Linked DNA regions of Zea mays: region 2 is linked to region 1. Evidence: chromatin contacts called from public Hi-C data. All regions are on one chromosome and are shown on one strand. The core of a region is the stretch at or near the end of the contact, and the rest is flanking DNA. Distances in the headings are between cores, read along the strand shown. Region 1 holds the start of LOC100281645. Region 2 holds the start of LOC100277755.

The links. A called contact is a pair of places that touch in the nucleus more often than the background predicts.
Region 2: a Hi-C map of ear shows a contact between it and region 1, with 1.9 times the contacts expected there. The contact joins the promoter of LOC100277755 here to the promoter of LOC100281645 in region 1. A contact is called at or near these places in 3 of 25 Hi-C or Micro-C datasets (ear, leaf and tassel).

The regions. Positions count from the first base shown.
Region 1 is chr1:71,752,611-71,759,568 of Zm-B73-REFERENCE-NAM-5.0, forward strand. It overlaps LOC100281645, which reads right to left and starts at 4,466. Exons shown (of 3, transcript NM_001348962.1): 1 at 4,125-4,466; 2 at 3,585-3,939; 3 at 2,715-3,373. The coding sequence starts at 3,273. The coding sequence ends at 2,899.
Region 2 is chr1:72,087,221-72,094,178 of Zm-B73-REFERENCE-NAM-5.0, forward strand. LOC100277755 reads left to right here and starts at 3,581. Exons shown (of 10, transcript NM_001412144.1): 1 at 3,581-3,801; 2 at 4,282-4,325; 3 at 4,993-5,119; 4 at 6,837-6,958. The coding sequence starts at 3,768.

The DNA.
Region 1 (6,958 bases), core at 3,216-5,715:
CAAGCGCAAGGGTCTAGAGAAAAGGCCGGGCTGCTTCCTCCTTTTGGTCACCGGATCATACTGGTCATGCGCAGCATGATTGGAACTGAGGCGGCCTGCCGCATAAAGATCTCTCTTTTTCGGTGATTCGAACTTTTTCATTGTGCTAATGTAATGTAATTGATTGAGCACAGTACAGTAGTAGAATTTTCCTCAAAATCATGGAAGTTCATCTCAGATCCTAGATTCTATTGATTTTTTTTAAGTGAAGATGTCATTTTCCTCCTCCAAAGTAAGGCCTTCTTTGGAATAAAGTATTATTTCCTAAATCCTGTGTTTTTTGTGCTTTTAACTGATTTCTGTGAAATATTTGTACTATTCCTATAAAATTCCTATGTTCGGATGTTCCAAAGGAGCCCTAAAGTCTCTCTGTTTTTTTTTTTTTACAGAAGACAGAACCAACCCACTTTGCGCAAGCAGCCACGAACCTTGCCGAGCCACAGTTGGAAGCGGGTGCAGACGAGGGATGGGTATAGAGTCCGTCAATTAGTGGGAGAAACAAAGCATCTGGTGTTTAGTTTGTGGAGTCATTTTATGCTTAATGAGGTGATACATCATATATCCATTCCATTAATTTTGGTAAAATCAACTCACTCCTTATGTATATATTAATTATCTATACTATACTTAAAGCATCAGTTTCAACGGTCGTCATGCGTCATTTTTTACAAATAACCTCTCATAGCTATTTCAAATTAATCTGCTGCACGCTATAGATGTCAAACGACGCCCTGCTAACCAGCCCGTTAGCTTGTCGATCCATTTAATTAAATCAGCGTAAAATATTAAAAAACGGCACAGGAGGTGGGATTCGAACCCATGCCCTGATGGAAGAAGGGCGGGAGACATTGGGTGAAACTGTCTAACCAATAGAACATCACGGTAAGATATTTTTAATATTGAATATAAATTGTATATAGGTATATACGTTTTTTTGTAAAATAAAAAAATAATCGTGTCGGGCCGGGCCAGCACTACGGGCCGAGGCTACAGCCCAAGCACGGCACGACGTTCTTTGCTCTTACAAGCATTAGGTCGTTTCTGAGATAACATTGGCGTAATGGACTACATGGTGTTTGAGGTTGCTGAATTGGATTGAGCAGCAATGATTTGTCACACTAACAGCAAAATAAAAGGTTATTTGTTGGTTTTAAACGTTAGTAATTGCTACGAAGTAGCGTAATTTATATGGAGCGCATCCATTTTTTATTGATGTCTGACTTTCGCAATCACTTCATATTTTGATCTATCTTTTTTAAAAGTTTGGCTTCATGGGACTTATTTTATAAACTTGATCTCACAAACTTTCTCTTATTTGGTCTCTATATGATAGAATTATGTCATTTTATAATCTCAGTTCATTCAGTCAATCGTTGTGAACTCTTTTCTAATCGCTCACTTCATTGGCTGTGTTGTAACAAGACATATTTGCATGGAGTAATAAATAACATCAGTTAGCCAAATCAAAAAATATATTATAGAGAGCGGAGACAATCAATAAAAAATCTTGAATTTTTTTTGATAGATAGTTTATGTAGGTATTGTTGTAAGCCGTCGCAACGCACGGACAACCAACTAGTTAGCTTATAAGGAATGGGGTGATGATAGATCAACATATTCTATTACACAAACCAAATAAAAAAGCGAGAAGAAAATGAATCACTTTATTACTCAAACCAAACACACACACATATATATATATATATATATATATATATATATATATATATATATATATATATATATATATATATATATATATATATATATATATATATATATATATATATATATATATATATATATATATATATATAGTCAACCAAACCCGCCTAGTCCCACAACCGAACACGCACCTAGGAATTCTGGCAATTCCAAAGTTGTACTAGTACTTGATGCCTGTGCATAAAAGAGTCTTTTCGCAAGAGAATCTTGCGGAAAACCCCACGCCGACAAACGTGCTCTCGTGGCAAAAGCGCTTTAACAGATTCTCGCAGCTGCATTTTTTCCCCCGTTCATTTCAAACAGCTGGTGCAGTCATCATCATCATCCAATGCCGGATGGAACGGCCAGCGTTTAACAGATTCTCGCAGAAAGTGCCGCCGCCGCCGCCGCTGCGAGAGAGTCGTCGGGACCGCTGGAAAGAAGCGACGGTGGCGTCGCAGGCAGGGGGGAATGCACCCTTCTCCGCAAGTGAAGCGAGCATGACGAAAGAAAAGGAAAGCAGGAGGACAGCATGAGCTCGCCAAAAGATCATGACTTTGCTCTTGGATTTCGGATTTCTCTTCTCTGACAGTGTAAAGCACAGATGAAATCAGTGGGGGGGGGGGGGGGGGGGGGGGGGTTCACCTGTTTGCGTCTGACATCTCATGAGTTCCCTTGGATTTTTCTGGGGGGCCATCATGGTCAGCCATGGCATCGCTTCCTGAATTAGGTTATCGAAAGGACCTAAGCTTTGTTGTGTTCCCTGGTGAATGATGCAGAGTAAAAAAGAAAGTGGTCTGCCATCGACAAATCAGTTAGCACAGCAAACTTCAGTGTAGTATATGTTTCTCTGGGAATTCAGACAAGTTCACCCTGTATGTTGCGTGCATCGTCCATGAATTGCATTGCATCGAAAATACAGACTAATCGCATACTAAGTAGTAGTAGCTCTTAGCAACAAGAATATGGTAACAGTCGTAATGGAGACATATAAATAGATAGATAGATATATAGCGTATGTCGATAGATACAAGAAGAGCTCAAGTCAGAAGACAAAAGGGAGGTGGTTTCGCTGCGGCTGGTGGTACGTGGCTAGCTACTGTACTTAGTACTGCTACTCCTTTTCTCTGCGAAGAAGAAATGCCTGGCAACAAATCAGTCGAGGCCGGACCTGATCCTCTTGTGGCCGGCGCCCGCCTGGTGGCGGACGGTGCCCACGGACCCGCCCTCGGACGCGGCGCGGCCGCCGCCGCCGTCGGCCGCGGCGAAGAGCGAGGAGAGGTCGGCGTAGAGGTCGACGACGCGGCGGATGTTGTTGTTGAGCTCCCTGATGAGGCCCACGTTGCGGGAGAGGTCGCCGGGCACCTTGGACTCGTGGTTGTGGTTGATCTCGTTGATCAGGAGGCGGTTCTGGTCCAGCAGCGTCTGCACCTGCACGAAGCTGGTCTGGAACGCGTGCAGCACCTTGGTGTCCACGCCGGGGGCCCCGGCACCGCCGAACCCGGACAGCGTCGTCTCGCCGCCCTCCATCCCTTATCGATCTCCTCCTCTCTCCTGTTGCTGTTGGTGGTCGTCGTCGTCGTGCGCGCGGTCAATTCTGCACTCCTGTGGGCTTGTGCGCGCGCAGAGTCTGCAATGGAGAGGAGCGGGAATCGGTGAGCACGCAACTCGCAGGAGATGGGGAGGCTGCCTGGGATAAGGAAGGAGGAGGATTTGGTTCACAGAGTGCGCGAATTAAAAAAAAATGAGTAGTACTTTTTAAAAGCGCCAAGGGCGGAGACAAGTTTCACTATTCGGACATGAGGGGGGTACTATGCTACAAGATCAGACGTAGTACTTGCCGAATCTTTCCAGCTTGGGCCCTAAAAATCGGCACAGATCTCGGAATTAACTGCCGCGATTTCCTTCCCCCCTTGCTGCCTGTACTCGAAGGGAAGGCGGACACCTTGATCATCGATCCATGACGACGAACGAGATAAAAAAAAAGGAATCCGGGTAAACGAAAAGGTGGTTGAGGGGAACGAAACGGTTGAGATCCGGAGCTGCGCGCAGAGTTCCCGAGAGCACGTGGAGACGACCTCGGGAGCGAGGCGAAGAGGGCGGCGGAGACCCGGGAATCGGGTCCGCCCGCCGGGGGCGACGGAGCACGGACCGTGGAGCCGGGTCGAGGCGAAATCGCAGCGAACCTGTCAGTGACTGCAGGGCAGGGCAGGGGTGGAGGAATTCAGGCGCGGGCGGATCGGACGCAGCATCCCCTGCCCGAACACGGTGTTGAGCAAGAGGAACGAACGGGTGAATCGAGCTCCGGTCAGCTCAGCACCAGGACGATTCCCGACGAGAGAAGAGAGGAGGAGGGGGCGGGTGGTGGTGGTGGTGGTTACCTCGTCGTAGTAGTAGTAGTACGCCGCCGCCGCCGTAGCAGCAGCACCTCCGGCGAGGTGAGCACTGAGCAGGGTCCTTGCTTGCTATCTATGCTTCAGATGCGCAGGTCAGAGGAGGAGAGGGAAGCCGCGAGAGAGCGAGCGAGGAGGGGATGGGTGGAGGAGGTGGATGACGATGGGGAGGGAGCAGGGGAGGGGGGAGGAGGAGATCAGGAGATCCTCAGACACACGAAACAGGCACAGGCAGGCTGGACTGTTTTTTTTTTTAATTATTGCCGAGAATGTTCGGCCGGTTTCTCTAGAGGAGAAGAGAGGAGGCAGCGGCGAGAGACGGCGAGATTTGAGACACGTCTTGCCTCTGCTCTCGCAGCCGTCTCGTCTCTCGTCTGTGTGCGGCGCCCGCTGGCTGGATTCGGTGTACTACGCGGCTGTCTGCTGATATTTCTCTGCCCGTGCATTGACCGGCAAGAGTTTCGAATATTTTAGCTAAAAATATTTATTTATTTATTTATTTATTTAGCCTATTGCCTGTGCCCTCTCTCTCTGGCATTGTAGCAACTCTCAATTTAATCTGTCAAAGCCTCTTCAAAGGTACTCCCTCCAGTGCAGTAAAGGTAGTCGTTTAGGACATGATTGTGCATACCAAGGAGTGATTAATTATCATAGAGTTTTCCCTGTTTGCCCATATTAAATAGGAATATGGGTGCATTAACATCACTAAAATAATCAGGCTTGATTGGTTGCTGCAGCAGCTCCAAGGCATTCTAGACTGAAGGTCTTAAATGCATCTTTTTTTGTGCAATTACTAGGGGCAACAACGTCCAAATCCCAGACCCACGCGCGCTATGACTTCTTTTTGTGCACGCTCGGTCACGCGCAGGATGACTTCTTTTACTACACCGGAGGGAGTACTACTCAAGTCAAATTGATGAATACCGGAGTGCAGAGCAGCAGTACGAGTACAGTACAGTGGACGGAATGGCTAGAAACTTTTCGACCCAAGGAGTGTGGAATTCAGGTCAAATTTCTTGGAATTGCCAGACAATTAATGGCATGTGCCGTCAACAGTACCTACCTTAAAGTCATCTTCCTTCTCTGCACACGCATTCGAAGTTTCAAACCTTTGTAGTGAACATTTTTTATATACTACTCGTGCAGCAGTGTGACATCTCTTGCTCGTAACCTAACATACGTCTTAGTCAGCGTCTGTTTTATCGATCCGATGCTATATAATCACATTTACTTATGTATTTATTAGTGGAATAAATTTATAGACACTCTATTATATAATAGAGTCTTTTATTATCTCTTGTGCTTGAAAAACTGTTTTGATGTCTCTCCACTATACATGCTCTTACGTCAAACAAATTTGGTACCATAGTATTAATATCTAAAGTTACTTTCAACTCTTTAGACTTTATAGTCATCTAGAGATTACAATTATATACTACTCTCTTCGTTCTAAACTATAATCCTTTTGCATTTTTGTGTCAAGTTTGACTGATTCGTCTAATTCAATTTATAGAAGAAAAAAAATAAAAAAGTCAAAATCATACATATATATGATAAACAATATTACACTAAAAATTATTGTTATTATGAAAAATTTTAAATAAGACGAGCTAATTAAGCTTAGACTAAAAAGACAAACGAACTACAAATTAGATCTGGTAAAGTACTTTTACGCGAGTTTTTGCATGAGTAATGCACGCATGCACGACGCAACGGCCAAAAAAAACAAAAAGAAAGCATGCTAGGATGCATGAAGAGCGGTGTATTCCGCTTCTAGAACTTTGTAGAGGCCTAAATATTGTACCGCTATGTCTTGACAGCCTGTTAATCCGAGGTTATTTGCAGGTATAAATACTCATTTTAAAATAAATCCCTCGAATGACAGGTATTTTAAGTCTAAACGGTCTTAAATAAAAAATATCAACTAATTCCTCTACTTTTATATTTCAAATTATAAGATGTTTTAATTTTAAAAATACAAAACTGTTGCTATACATTTAGATATATGTTATGTTTATATACATAGCAAAGATACGTAATAAAATTAATATATCCGAAAAAGGTATTTTTTTTATAATTTTTAAACAGAAAAGGCAAGAAATTATGGATCATGTTGAGAGCTGCAACTTCGGTTTACACTGTATGAACATTAGAGGTCGTTTGGAAAAAAAAAGTTTCGAAATCAAAGACATTTAAAGTGAATATTTGTGTCCCTAAACGACCCCAGTTAAAAATATTATTAACTATAAAGTTATAGAATTCACTGAAAACTACAACTCTGGTATATATCAATATCCAATGTTATTTTTTTTAAAAAAATGAATTCTAAAATCTAGCGATTTAAAAAATATTTAGAATATATTAAATAAAAAGATAGCAATAGAAATACAATTTAAGTATAAAGTTTATATCAATACGACTTACATGGTGAAGTTATGTTTTTTATATATAAGAGAAGGGGAGATAACAAATGATAGGGAGACTAGGGTCATCAAAGTCATCCAAGAAATCACTTTGAAACGGTCAAAAGTTTTTTCTAGAAAAGTTAAGGCATACTTGTTGTCCAATCTTGATTTTTGAGGGGTTTATTTTTCAAATTTAAGGGCTAGTTCAAGGGTGGTTCAGACTTTTTTTTTGTATGTACTCTCTCCGTTGCAAAAGCCAAAAAGAACCCAACATGTTAACTTTATCAAATATATATAATATCAATATTTATAATAACTAATTAGTAACGTTAGATAGTTCTTTGAATATAATAATTTTTAAAATGTAAACTTTGCTTAATATTTTTTTACTAATTCCATCGAACTTAAAAGAATTTG
Region 2 (6,958 bases), core at 2,331-4,830, 330 kb after region 1:
AGGGAGATATCGAAATTGCATACATTAATACTAAAGATCAATTAGCCGATATCTTTACCAAGCCACTTGATGAACAAACTTTTAACAAACTTAGGCATGAGCTAAATATTCTTGATTCTAGGAATTTCTTTTGATGTCTTGCATGCATAGCTCATAAATATACCTTTGATCATATCTCTTTTATATGCTATGACTAATGTGTCTTCAAGTGCATTTCAAACCAAGTCATAGGTGTATTGAAAGGGAATTGGAGTCTTCGGCAAAGACAAAGGCTTCCACTCCGTAACTCATCCTTCGTCGTGGCTCCGAGCATCTCTCCGGCTTTGGTATCATCTTCACTCGTGTCTTATTTGCCAAAGGGGAGAAAGTAGTTAAAAGGGCTCTAATGAATCCGTTTTTGGAGATTTATGCCAAAGGGGGAGAGAGCATGAGCCTAAAGCAAAAGGACCGCACCACCACTAATTTAAAAAAGAATTTCTCAATTGGTATGATTTTCAAATTAGTATCTCATTGTGTTCAAAAGGGGGAGAAAGTAGTGTTTTTCAAAATTGATATCTTATAACCCTCTTGAACACTAAGAGGAGGATTTCAGTGAGAGAGAGTTTTGTTTAGTCAAAGGAAAAGCATTTGAAACAGGGGGAGAAAATTTCAAATCTTGAAAATGCTTCTCACAATCTTATTCATTTACCTTTGACTATATTGCAAAATGACTTTGAAAAGGATTTACAAAAGAATTTGCAAAAACAAAACAAGTGGTGCAAGCGTGGTCCAAAATGTCAAAAATCAAAGAAACAATCCATGCATATCTTATAAGTATTTATATTGGCTCAATTCCAAGTAACCTTTGCACTTACATTATGCAAACTAGTTCAATTATGCACTTCCTCATTTGCTTTGGTTTGTGTTGGCATCAATCACCAAAAAGGGGGAGATTGAAAGGGAATTAGGCTTACACTTATTTCCTAAATGATTTTGGTGGTTGAATTGCCCAACACAAATAATTGGACTAACTAGTTTGCTCTAGTGTATAAGTTATACAGGTGCCAAAGGTTCACACTTAGCCGATAAAAAAAGACCAAGAAATGGGTTCAACCAAAAGAGCAAGGGACAACCGAAGGCTGCCCTGGTCTGGCGCACCGGACTGTCCGGTGCACCAGGGGACTCTAAGCCAAACTTCGCACCTTCGGGAATTTTCAGAGGCGCTTCGCTATAATTCACCGGACTGTCCGGTGCTCCAGAGGAGAGCGACTCTGAACTCGCCAGCTTCGGGAATCCGCTCCGCTATAATTCACCGGACATGTCCGGTGCACACCGGACTATCCGGTGAGCCAGCGGAGCAACGACTACTTCGCGCCAACGGTCGTCTGCAACGCATTAAATGCGCGCCAGCGCGCGCAGAAGTCAGAGCACGCGCGGGTGGCAGACCGGACAGTCTACAGGACTTGTCCGGTGCACCACCGGACAGCCAGGCGGGCCCACAAGACAGAGCTCCAACGGTCGGAACCCAACGGCCTGGTGACGTGGCTGGCGCACCGGACAGTGTCCGGTGGCGCACCGGACTGTCCGGTGCGCCATGCGACAGCAGCCTCCACCAAACGACTAGTTTGGTGGTTGGGGCTATAAATACCCCCAACCACCCCACATTCAAGTCATCCAAGTTTTCCAACTTCCAACCACTTACAAGAGCTCTAGCATTCAATTCTAGACACACCCAAGTGATCAAATTCTCTCCCAATTCCATAAAAGCTTTAGTGTTAAGTGAGAGAGATTTGTTGTGTTCTTTTGAGCTCTTGCGCTTGGATTGCTTTCTTTCTCATTTTTTCTTGAGATCAAACTCACTTGTAATTGAGGCAAGAGACACCAATCGTGTGGTGATCCTTGTGGGAACTTTGTGTTCCAAGTGATTGAGAAGAAAAGCTCACTCGGTCCGAGGGACCGTTTGAGAGAGGGAAAGGGTTGAAAGAGACCCGGTCTTTGTGACCACCTCAACGGGAGTAGGTTTGCAAGAACCGAACCTCGGTAAAACAAATCCGCGTGTCACACTCTTTATTCGCTTGCGATTTGTTTTCCGCCCTCTCTCTCGGACTCGTTTCTATTTCTAACGCTAACCCGGCTTGTAGTTGTGATTAATTTTGTAAATTTCAGTTTCGCCCTATTCACCCCCCCTCTAGGCGACTTTCACCCGGCATCGCCCTCTCCGGGATCCGCATCCCCACCAGGATACAGGGCGACGAGGAGCGCAACGGCGGCAGCGGCAACGGTGACATGCCACCACCATCTGTGTCTATAACTTCTCGCCAATGATAGCAGCAGTTTAGCATGCACAACACAGATTATTACTCCAATCACCACCAACCACCATGAGCATTGAGGAGTACACCGTGTATCGGTACAATCACCGTTGTTTCTTTTACTAAGTGGCTGATGCAATTTTGTTATCCCCATCCAGGCAGTTAATTTGTTGCTTCTTCTTCCTACGACAATGGATGGCGGCAACAAGGAGGAGCAAGGTTGGGAGCTAACCATTCTTTTGTGATTTTGTCTGGTCTCTCGGTCGGTCGATCTGACGGTTTTCTAGATCTCTTGCTGCTGGTGTCACCGACTCAATGGTTTTTGCGTCAAGAACTCACTCAGATCTTCTTCTTGGTACCGGCCTGTGAGAATGCAACACATTGGCTTGGTCGACATGATGGCTCCGTCCATTTCCTGCACTTGTTCTGTTGGTGATGATTTAATATGCTTGGTCCTAGGCTCGTTCAGGAGCTAACCACGTGATTGGTTGCGCCGCCAGCCACGCCCAGGCGCACCGCGTACAGTTGACCATGCAAAATTTGTGATTGGTTGGCCGTAGAGGATGACGACAACATGCTCCCACGCGTACCACATAACCTTTTTTAGCTCTCTCGTCTGTATGCGCGGAGATACAGCTCCGCCGCGTTTCCAGCAACCCAGGCTGACGTGAGACAGACGCTCCACACTCAGGAAACCAATCACATGGTAAGCAACAGTGAAAGTAGATGTTGCTATTGTTAACCTGACAATAAAGCGGATGGGGACATGAGTCTTCCATCCTTTTGTTTTCTTTGCTGCGATTGCATCACCACAAAGTGTAGGATTTATGGGTGTTTGAATGCATTAGAACTAATAGTTAGGTGCTAAAATTAACTGAGACATCCAAACAGTCTAGTTAATAGTTCAGCTATTAGTTACTTTTAGTAAATTAGACACTAGTTAGCTAACTAATTCAATTAGCAATTTTTAGTCAACTAACTATTAGCTTTAATGCATTCAAACACTCCTTAGTACATACACACTTGAAGCCTGCAACATAGTGTTGCTGTTATGTTTGAAAAACTGTTGGAGGGTAATCCACCCCTAACAAGTTTTAGTGTACCTCCAATAATCAGCTTCTAAGGGAAAGTTTTTTTTTCATCCTTTTGAAGTTGCTCTAGAGATTAGAGACTAGAAAAGAGAGAGTTTTTCGGCCCAACCAAGTGTATTGCAATATACATTTGGGCCTTGACGTCTGGGCTCACGGCCCAATCATCATTACACTTTCCCATCGAAGTCTGATTATCGTATTCGCACGCCATCGTCATCCTAGGGCCAAGGAAACGCCACCGCTCCAGTCATATCCCCGCCGCCCGCGCCGCCGAAGGCCGAACCCTCGTCGCCTCCCCTGCCCACGCCCGCCGCCTCCAGCAGGACCACACCGCCGGATTCGACTTTTTTGTCCTCGCCCTCTCCCCCTCCTCTCGTCTCCTTTGATGGCGTCGAGGGGAGGCTCCTCCGGCTTTATCGGTGAGCCCTAGCCTTTTTCTGATTGCGTGCTAATTTGTTGAATCCTCTTTCTCGAACTAATAGCGTTCGGAACCTAACCCTACGTCCTGCGAGGGATGGATGGATACTCCTATCCATCTGTTTTGCATTGTTGGCTTGTGGACCCTGTTGATATAAGAAACCCCATTCTGATTCGGTTCTCCTGCTTGTGCATTCGCCCGACACTGTCCGGTGGCATAATTAACCTAAAGTATCATTCACTACTATTAATATATTATCACCTTATTCTGAATTTTCAGCCCGACCTGCAACTCCATGCCCTGTGTTACCCCCCGCCACTAGAGTTGGGAATGGGAATTGTTAATGCCAGGGCCTAGATATTTAATGTATGCATTGGAGCATTGGTCTTTATGGCATATATGTTTTCTTTTGTTTTATGACTATGAGCACATTCAGTTTTTTTTAATGAAGTGCTAACTATTGTTAAATGCCCCCCTGCAGAGTATTTTCATAACAGCACAAAGCGTCATGGCAGCAATAGAGAGGTATGTGTTATTTCCCTTGTTGCTATAGATGGCCAAACGGGCCGGCACGGCCCGACCCGGCACGGCCCGTCGCTGGCACGGCCCGCTAGGCCCGGCTACGAAACGTGCCGTGCCAAGATGGGCCGGCGTGCCGCTGCCGCGGCCCAGGCACGGCCCGTGAGCCTGTTAGTCGTGCCGGGCCGGCCCGGTGGCACTATGGCCCATCTGAGTATATTGTAGAATTTAGCAAAAAATGTGTAGTTGTGGGGGCTTGAACCCACAACCTAGTGCATAAGAGGCTTAAACGCATCCATCTAACCAGTGCAGCTGCAGTTTTATTGTGTTATATGTTGAATTCTTATACTTAATATATGTAAACTATTATTTATAAAATAAAAAATGTAACCGTGTCGTGCCCGTGGCAGCACTACGGGTCGAGATAGTGGCCCAGGCACGGCACTATAGCCGTGCCGTGCCAGGCACTGGCACTATACTAACCGGACCGGGTCGTGCCTGGACCGTGCTTTTTCGTGCCGTGCCTGGGCTGGCCCATCGTGTTAGTGCCAAATGGTCATCTAGTTGTTACTGCTGTTCTGTTGGACATTTGTTTTTTTATTGTCATCCGTATATGAGTTGTAACTACTGTTACCATGTCTCATCTCACCCTTAGTTTGTTCTGCCATTGCAGAACACAAGTCAGCAAGGCATGAATGCTATCAGGGTGCAAAAAGAAATGAAAAAAGAATGGGCAAGACCTGGAAGAGTTTTCAATAGAAATATTACTAGAGGAGGCTACTCTCGAAGTTCATTGCCTGGTAAACCTTCATATACAACATGCTACAAAATAAAATGGCATGTTTTAGTGTCATAAATAAGTATATTTTCTGCAGTTAGCGAAAGAGCCTCTAGCTGAGTTGGTTAGGTGGTCAGTGATCTAAATAGCACTCCTCATGTCCTGATTTCGAATCCTAGTGGGAGCGAATTTCAGGCCGAGGTTTAAAAAGTCACTCACTGGTTCTCTTGGTTGTGTGCAAACGAGATGGACTGACCTATGAGGGACGGATCCTCGTGTAGGGGTTGGGAGTGCTCAAAGCACGAGTAAAGATCCAGCCTATAGGGGGTGGGCCCTCATGCTGCACGGGGGTCTAGCTTTCGTAACCTTTCTCGGTTAGGGCTCCGATTGAGCTTCTTCTTAATATAATACCGTGGCGGCGGTCTTTCCCCTACCGGCCGAGTTTTTTTATATTTTCTGCAGTTCTTTTGGATGCATTATGTGAAAATTTTGACGTAGCTAGAAGATTGCCTTACTTTTTTTTATGTACAGTATGCACCATAGTTTGTATTTGTATTGATGTTTTCTAGGCTGTGTAAATCCAAGATCATGCTGATATTTTCTCAGACATGAATGGTACCATCTTAGGCCATTCTCGTCAATGCTCTAGCTCCCACTTCCACATCAGATCTAAGTTTGTATGTCAAATATAGTGGTTTGAGCCTTTAAAGTCAAAGTCTACAAAGTAAAAACAAGATGACTCATCCAAACAGCCGAACCCATAAGTGTAACTCCCGAGCTCTCCACAAATATTGGAGCTGGAGTTGTGCCAAACAGTGTCTTTGCACAATACCTGATAAGGCTGTAATATATTTTTAATTATAGCCATCGCTGGCCATACTAATCCTTCAGTTCATGTTTTTAATGCTGATTGTTCTGAGATTAATTTTATAGATATTTTTTATGTGATCCTGTGGCATGCATGATGACTTTTTGGTTGTAAAACAGATGCCGATAATGTGTAGCACGTTTCTACATAAAACCAGTTTTTTTGGATTTGCTCAGTTTTATTGTTGCATATGAGTCGTTTTCAATCTAGCAACCAATTTGCTTCTGATTTTAGCCTTCTAGCCACCGCTCATGTTTTCTTAAAACACATTAAACATATGGAACATTATTTACTTAGATAAAATACTGACATATGTGGATACTATGGCAAGATGGAAGCTCTTAGGCTATCTCCAGCAGATCTCATATCTCATCCCCTATTTCAAACTTCACTCTGCAAACAGTGTCATCTATAGACTATAGTTCCGCGTCATCTATTTTACACTTCCCGTTGGAGACAGTCTTAGCCTTTTGTACTTGCATGCCATTCTTGCAACATCTACTACATTTTTACAGTGGTGTTATGGCTATATATTCTGAGACAACTGTAGATGCTTCATTCTTATGTTGTATAAAAGCAACTAGCACTTAAAACATGGAAAAAGGGCAGACCCAGTGCTGGAGGCTCCCACATGAGTGGGTTTTAGGGAAGGGATAAATCGAGACGAGCCTTTCCCGCAAATGCGGAGAAGTTGTTTAGAACCCACGACCTGATGACTCAGTGAAACATTTCTCACCATTACACCAGACCTGCCCTTCATGTTTAAAACATGGAAGTACAAAAATTATTATGATTCGTCACTTGTATTTATGTGTTAATCCAGCATTTTGCAATAAGCTTCTTTTAACCTTTGAACATCGGACACTTTCAGGAGTCACACAGGAATTTCGTGTTGTCAAAGATAACAGAATTAAACTGAAAGAAGTTAGTGAGACTTTGCCAGAAGCATCTCAGAACGGCGATTCTAGCAATGAATGTGCTTTTTCAAATGTT